Regions from separate parts of the Triticum aestivum genome. Here region 2 is linked to region 1. Evidence: chromatin contacts called from public Hi-C data. All regions are on one chromosome and are shown on one strand. Each heading gives the region's core, a stretch centred on a gene start, on an enhancer-like site or on the middle of the called end of the contact. The rest is flanking DNA. Distances are from core to core; before and after follow the strand shown. Region 1 holds the start of LOC123165639 (ribosomal RNA small subunit methyltransferase B). Region 2 holds the start of LOC123164182 (BTB/POZ domain-containing protein At1g30440).

Region 1 (3,647 bases), core at 558-3,057:
TCAATCGGCCTCCATATGACATGAGTTTGCCCTTCCAGCAACTCAGTTTCTTCTCAAACCGATCCTCGATGCACTTCCATTCTCTGTTTGTCAGCTTACGATGGTGAATGAGTATACCTAAGTACGTGAAAGGTAATGTCCTCAATTCGCATCCGAACAATTGCCTATATGCCTCTTATTCCTCATTGGCTCTACCAAAACAGAACAACTCGCTTTTATTAAAGTTAATCTTCAATCCGGTCAATTGTTCAAATAAGCATAACACCAGCTTCATATTTCTCGCTTTTGCCAAGTCGTGCTCCATAAAGATGATTGTATCATCAGCGTACTCCAGGATGGACACACCACCATCAACTAGATGAGGCACCAAGCCACCCACCTGACCGCCCTCCTTTGCCCTGCCTATCAGAATTGCCAACATGTCAACCACAATGTTGAACATAATAGGAGACATTGGATCACCTTGTCTCAGGCCCTTGTGTGTCTGGAAATAATGACCTATGTCGTCATTCACTTTAATTCCAACACTCCCTTTTTGCGTGAAAGATTCTACCTGGAGTCGCCAAGCTTCATCAAAACTCTTCATGCGTAAGGCCTGTTGAAGGAAAGGCCATTTGACTTTATCGCACGCTTTCTCGAAATCCACCTTGAAAACAACTTCATTTAGTTTTTTCGTGTGAATCTCATGGAGCGTTTCATGAAGGACCACAACCCCTTCGAGGATGTTCCTGTCCGGCATGAAAGTAGTTTGGGTAGGCTGCACCACAGCATGCGCAATCTGTGTGAGCCTATTAGTCCCGACCTTGGTAAATTTTTTGAAACTAACATTAAGAAGACATATGGGCCTGAATTGCTCAATTCTCACAGCCTCTGTTTTCTTAGAAAGCAGGGTTATCGTTTCAAAATTCAGTTGAAAAAGCTGAAGCTGTCCAGAGAATAAATCATGGAACAACGGCAACAGATCCCCTTTAATAATATGCCAGCACTTTTTATAAAACTCAGCCGGGAATCCATTCGGGCCGGGAGCCTTATTTTTTTTCATCTGCGATATGGCCTTAAACACCTCTTTCTCAGAAAAAGGAGCAGCTAAAATATCATTCTCAACAGCAGTAAGTTGAGGAACATCCTCAATCCTAGACTCATCTAGAGAAACACAGTTATCCTCTAGAGGCCCAAACAACTGCTTATAATACTCAGTAATGTATAATTTTAGGTTCTCCTGACCTAGAATCGTTCGTTCATCTTGTTCAAGCTGAAAGATCCTCTTCTTTCTGTGTTTGCCATTAGCGATCATGTGGAAGAACTGAGTGTTCGCGTCCCCTGGACAACTCGTCGGACCTTGGCCCACAGCGCCCACTTTAATTCTTCTTCACGAAGAAGCTCTTTCAGCCTCATCTCCGCGTCAAGCTTGGCATGAAGCTCTGAGGCTGGCAGAACCGTGGTTTTTGCTTTTAACCGTGACTTCTTGATTCATGAGGAAATTGAATTGTTCCTTGTAAAATTCCGGCGAAATTCTTGCCTCCAGACAGGGCCTCGGTGTGGTGAGGTTGTTACTTGTGCCGGGAAGTTGATGGAAATGTACTTGCCGCCAGGCATATATGATGTATTCATGCAGAAATTTTGGCCATATGTTTCTTCTCACCTTTGCAGTAATTATTTGCGTTGCCTCTGTTGTGTGCTGCTCAAGATAATTCGAGAAATATCGCGCCTTATTGATCAAGAGACTGCGACATTCGACAAACAAATTACAGAATTACTAGTACTGTACATGACTAAAGCGAACCGACTCTCTGGTTTGGTCGAGTCCAGTATGCTTTTGCGAGCGTCAGATCTGAAACTTAGGGCCCAGATCAACCAAGTTCCACACCGTGCGTTGCGCCCCGAGTCCAGTCCTCCCGGCGGCGCCGCCTCTGCGCGCTTTGGGCAGGAGGCCGACGCCACCATTGCCGGAGACCTCGCACCCCTTCGGACCCAAGTAGGAGTCCAGTGTCTTTACTCTGGAGAGCGATGGATTCTCCAGAAATTCCGCCCTCTGACCGCAGAGAAGAGCGGCCGCCAGCGTCGCTGCCGCTGCCGGCGGCCTTTCTCGAGTTCCTCGGCGAGAATGGCCTGGACCCCGCGCTCTACTCCAAGGCGGACACCATCCCGCGCTACATCAGGTGAGGCAAGCCTTCACACTCGCCAAGATTGCCATCCACTAGCAATTCGTCACATGAAGGGTACAAAGGAGAGGAGAGTAGCCTGACTTGTTTCTCAAATCCCTAGGTTAAAACCAGGCATGGAGTCCAGTGTGGTGACAGAGATCGAAAGCGAGCTCAAGTGTGATCTCATGAGGGTGTCGTGGCTGCCGGACTTCTATGCGATCCCGCCTGAAATTCAGATTGCTGGATCCAAGGCTTATCAGCAAGGGAAGGTGAGGAGAAACTTTTGTCACGATTGTTTTGAAGCTGACCCATGTTGCTCAGCCTAGTCTAATTGTATGCGGCTATATGATGTTAATGTGCTTGTTATTAGATTTTTGTCAAGTGTTCTCTGAGGCAATTTATCCTCGATAGCAATCGAATAACATTATGTTTTATTGTTTATTAGTATAAGAGACCAAATGCTCGAACCGCTAACAGTTTGGTGATGCCATCATGCTACAAATTAAGCTGAAGCTGTTAAATCTCATGGCACTTTTGTGGTTGCCACCTGATTTGTAACGGATTCTCTCATAAAGCCAAAGTGACACACTTGTTGTTAATTGTAGGAGAAGCTGAAATTTCCCAGTAAAAAATCTACCGTGTTGTCATGTTCTTATCATGCACTCTTCTGTGCGTGACATTTTGCTTCATCTAAACATCTTTAAAAACATTTCAGATCTATGGGATTGATGCAGCTTCTGGAGCTGCCATCTTAGCACTCGATGTTCAATCAGGAGACCATGTTCTTGACCTCTGTGCTGCACCAGGTAACTGTTTTTAATATACTTCAAGTACACACTAGACCAATGTTTTCTTAGAGCCAATGTCTACCCTACAATCATAAACGAGCACCCCTGCCAAATATTTGTGTGGGCGACATGTATCACCAATATGTCAGGACCTAGTTTTCTCAAGGGCATAAAAACATGGAAAGCCTTTCCTGATTGTTGATCTTTAGATATATCATACAAAAATACAGTTTCAAGTATGACAGGTATGTTGCATCTAGGAGAGTGGGGTTTTACATTCCTGTTGTTTGATGGACCGGTTCGGTGTCTAGTTTGGTTCATATGTTGAATTTTATTCTCCAACATGTCCAATATAGTAGTGTTAGTTCAACACATATTTCCCCGTCCTTGTGATGATGTTGTTTGGTTTGTTATAAGGGATTTGTTTGCTATGGATCCTGTAGCTTGTGTTAGACCTCTGCTATCTGTTGGATTTTTATTCAGCGATATACTAACCTTTCATCTATATGACATGCAAGGTGCAAAGCTTTGCATGCTTGCAGATATGCTTGGTAGCTCAGGTTCTTTGACTGGTGTTGATGTTGCAAAGCACCGTCTTGCAGCCTGTCGTACGATGTTGCAGAAGTATTCTCTTGGAGATCGTAGTCGACTCTTTGTTGCTGATGGGACTTCGTTTTCCATATTGCCTGTGAACTCCAATCTGGGGAGCATGGAA
Region 2 (4,162 bases), core at 1,141-3,640, 710 kb after region 1:
ACTTGTAGGTTACACCAAGAGCTAAGAGCACCATAGAATAGGGTATTACCTCCACCGAATAGGGCCCGAACCTGTATAATTCCCTGTGCATACTCCTATTTCCATTCTTCGGTAGATACGATTGCCTCTGCATTCCTACCCCCGTAGCATTGTCTGGATTATATCCACGACAGCCGCTCCGCGCTCCAGGCATCACTTTTCCTTGGACACTTTGCCTATGGTCGAAATGAGCTTCAACTAGCCAGGCTGCATCTTGCGTTGGATTGCCTAACTGTTGGTAAAGAGCCTAGATCTCCCCATCATTGAGTTCCACCACGGCACTTTCCTCACTTCCCATGGAGCTATAATCTGGCGTGTCGACCATGTAACATCCTGGACCTAGGCCGCTTGCCACGGGCGTAAAGGCGCCATGGATGGCATCGCTATCGCGGGCCGCTCAAGAGGAAGTTGTGAGTGTGTTTCCCATCTTAAAGAAAAAAAGATTAAAAAAACATCACCTTCATCTTAATTCTTTTTAAGAAAATCTCGCATCACGTGGTATCACATCCATCTCAAAAAGAAAAAAAACTAGAAAAAATTTATCAAAAAGAAAAAGGAAAAAGGCTCACTTCCCTCTTCTAAAAATAATCTCCATAAAAGTAAAAATAAAATTTCATCGTGGCCAACCAGCATGCGCCAAGTTGCATAGCTGGTTGGCCGCCCTTTCACTGTGCCTTAATGGGTTTGGCAATTTTGTAAAAAAAAAGGGTAAGTGGAAAAGAAAGCATGGAACTGGATTAGTGCCTCGCTTGTCCTGTGACCGGGGGAATCTTTGCTGCCTTGGGACACAAGGGAAAGGGATGCATCGATTGGAGGAAGCATGGCATGGTGCTAATCATGCGCGGCTGCCCTCGCAGAATCCACAACCTTTTGCGTTGCCACAAGACAAACAAAAGTGATCAACAATGCGCCTACTGTCTAGTGCTACCTTACGGATAGTTTCTGTTTATGAAATTCCATGGTTGCTTCATCGAACATGAAAAACAAAAGATGGAGTGTTTAGGCCCTGCCCCGCGACGTGATTCCAGTTGTTTCTGGATGGAAGCGCCAATCTCCCCCAAATCTCTCGGCTGTCCCGACTTGCACGTTGGTGATCTCCATCATCTCCTCCACTAGGGACGACAGACCTTTCGGTCTCGAACATGCAAGAACTTGTCGACGGACATTGAAACATATGGATTCTTGCGGGTGTGGGTTTAGGACTTACGAGTGGTCATTTTGCTGCTGTGGTTGTGGACCACGGGGAGGATAGAAGACCCTCAAGAAAAGGCCAAAAGCACAGTAGCCAACGGTGGTTGATATTATAGTATAACAAGAAACACGCCGATTACCATTTACCGTCCCCTCACTTTCTCTGTCCAAAGATCTTCTCTTATCTTTAAAAAAATAAAGTTCCTATCTATTCATAGCAGTACAACGAAGAAAAATACAACCAGATCCCTAGACTATTTAGCCACGACTACAAACAATAAAACAAACCCAAAGCATGCCGTGGTCATCACCCAAGTTGTCAATTAGTTTGGAGGAGAGGGGCAGGGAGAATCAAAATCAAGAGCCTACCAATCAACAAAAATGAAAAAATAGTTGACTTCCTTCTCTCCTCCCAAGCAAACAAGAGATTAGGGTTCCTCCCTTCTATCAGCGGTGCCACCGATCTAACTCGTCTCATGTGGCCTAAGGTCATGGGCGTGCAGTGGATCCCGACCATTGCCGTCGGGAGGGCTCGGATGTTAGATGTTTTTTTGAATTTTGTTAGGATTTGTGTCCTGCTCAGAAATGTGAGACGGCGACGGTTCCTTAATGATGGAATAAAGTTTTCCCTGCCTAGCCTCCTATTCCGACGGTGCCTCTAGCATCGCCGGAGGCCGTGTGAAGGCGTGTCTCACATGATTCAGTTGGTGGTGGTCTTTGGTGGATCTGCTCAGATCCGGTCTTTGTTCATCTATGTTCATGTGTCTTCAGGCCGGATCTTTCCGATCTACATGTCTCTTCATCGATGGCGGTTGTTGTTCTGGTGCGCTAGTCCTATGTGGTCTTAGCACGATGACTTTCGGACTGTCATTACAACAAGTTTTGCTTGGCTCCGACGAATGAGGTGATGATGACCTTCGGCTTGCTTCAGTGCTTGTAATCGCCGCTAGGACGTCTACGGATCTGGATGTAAGTTTACTGTTCCTTGTATCGAAGATGAATAGATTGGAAGGTTTCGTAAAAAATAATACAAATACTACAATGCAGCCAAAGTGGATTCTGGGCCTGCCGGCTCTGGGCCCACAGCCTGGCTGCCTTCCTCCTCCTCCTCCTCCCCGTCTCCTTTCCGTTTGGTGTCCTTTTCTCCATAGGAAGCTGTGAAGCCCACCCAAATCCACACCACAGCAGGACTACTAGTACTAGTACACCGAGCCAAAGAAGAGAATGTTCTTGGATCCCCTTCCCTGCCTGCCACAACATTCCTACTCCCCCACCCTTCCAGTCCCCATAAACAAACAAACCAACAAACCTTCCTCCTCCTTCCCCTCCTCCTCCGGCGGCACCACTGGTCATCGACCTCTCTTCCTCATCTTCTTCTTCCGGGTCCGGGACGGTCCATTCCTTCGTTGAGTCGGGATCTTGGGCGGAAGAATCCAGGAGTAATTCGGCGGGTGGGTTTAGTTAGGTACCACAGTTATCCAAAGGTCCGCCGGCCCTTCTTTTCCGCGTCTCCAGAGGTCGCCGGAATCTCTCCTCTTCTCCTCACCAGTGGATGTGCAATCTCGTGTCGGCTCTCCGCGTAATCTGGACGCTCTTCGCCTTCCACGTCGCAGCGACGTCTCGGGGGATTTTGGGCTAAGATTGAGGTTTTGCGTGCGTCTGCCTGTGTGGGGAAAGTGCTTTCCTTTTCTCTTTTCTTTTCCCTTGGTTTCTCGAGGATTTGGTTCTGGTGTGTGCGGGGGGCCGGAATCTCTCTCTGCCTTTGATCCCAAGCAACCGGCCGCCTCGTTCATGTAGTGCGGCGTCCACTGGAACCTGGGACTCCTAACATGGCCTGCCTCAAGCTGGGATCAAGGGCTGATGTGTTCAGGAAGCAGGGTCAAGACTGGTATGAACAGCTTCTCTCTCTTTCTTCATTTCCCCCAACATGATCCTCTGCCATGTCTAGCCTCATGGTTGCAAATGACAATTTTAACATCTTATTAAAGTTGCTTCACCTTTTAATCCGTGCAATGTTTTCATTACTTGCTCTATTTGCTGCCATAATTGACATTTTTTAGCCATTGGAGTGTTTGTCCCTGTGCCATTACTTCTTTCAGGAATTGGAAAAATAATTGAATAGGTGCCATATGTGTGTACTAGAAGCTCCCATAAATCATCCATGGCCCAACCTCTTCCTGTTGGCCTCATCTGGGGTACTGATTATAATATGCTAACCAACTCCTTCTGGATGGAAGGCTCTGATCAAAACATCGAGCCCAGGCCAGCTAGGAAAACTACAACCGATTTTTGTTTTTAAGCTGACGCAACTTTCTGGGAGGACTCCCTACCAGTTATTTATCTAAAGACAGCCTGTTAATCAATATCATTATGCTAGGACTGTCATTTCGATGCATTCGATGCTCATACCGTTTGGAGTACTTCATCTGTTCCTGGAAAAATGGAACCTACCTTTTATAGTACCATTTTTGGGAGTTATTCAGATCAAGGCAGTGATGGGTAAAGGGATTAGCATTTATTCCCACCCTTCCATGAGAAATGTTGTCTCACCTGACTTTTGGGCCCGGTCGTTCTTATGTTCAGTACTTGCTGGAGCTGCACATGTTGGGCACTAAATGTGCCATATTGATTCCTCCAAATTCTGTTCTCTCATCACAATCACGCCGAGCATTACTCCGTCAGATACCGGTCCTGGAATATGTAATAAACTGCTACAAATCTGAAACTTGAGTATTTTTTTGGTTACGGTTAGAAGGCTTATAGCTAATCTCTCTTATGTGGTCTCTTGTATCCTATTTAAGTGCAATCTTTTTTTAGAACCATCTTTATTAGGCACATCACTTGATCAACACTTCTAAAGACATCTAAACTGTATTTAGAAGAGAGAGAAACAATTGTGACGTAGATTATTATTTTCAAGTCTGACCATGGA

The links. Hi-C and Micro-C count contacts between places; a contact is called where the count stands out from the background.
Region 2: a Hi-C map of leaf shows a contact between it and region 1, with 6 times the contacts expected there. The contact joins the promoter of LOC123164182 here to the promoter of LOC123165639 in region 1. A contact is called at or near these places in 2 of 5 Hi-C or Micro-C datasets (both in leaf).

The regions. Positions count from the first base shown.
Region 1 is chr7D:389,239,500-389,243,146 of IWGSC CS RefSeq v2.1, forward strand. It overlaps LOC123165639 (ribosomal RNA small subunit methyltransferase B), which reads left to right and starts at 1,808. Exons shown (of 9, transcript XR_006483083.1): 1 at 1,808-2,159; 2 at 2,266-2,413; 3 at 2,860-2,950; 4 at 3,451-3,647.
Region 2 is chr7D:389,946,903-389,951,064 of IWGSC CS RefSeq v2.1, forward strand. It overlaps LOC123164182 (BTB/POZ domain-containing protein At1g30440), which reads left to right and starts at 2,391. Exons shown (of 4, transcript XM_044581593.1): 1 at 2,391-3,118. The coding sequence starts at 3,060.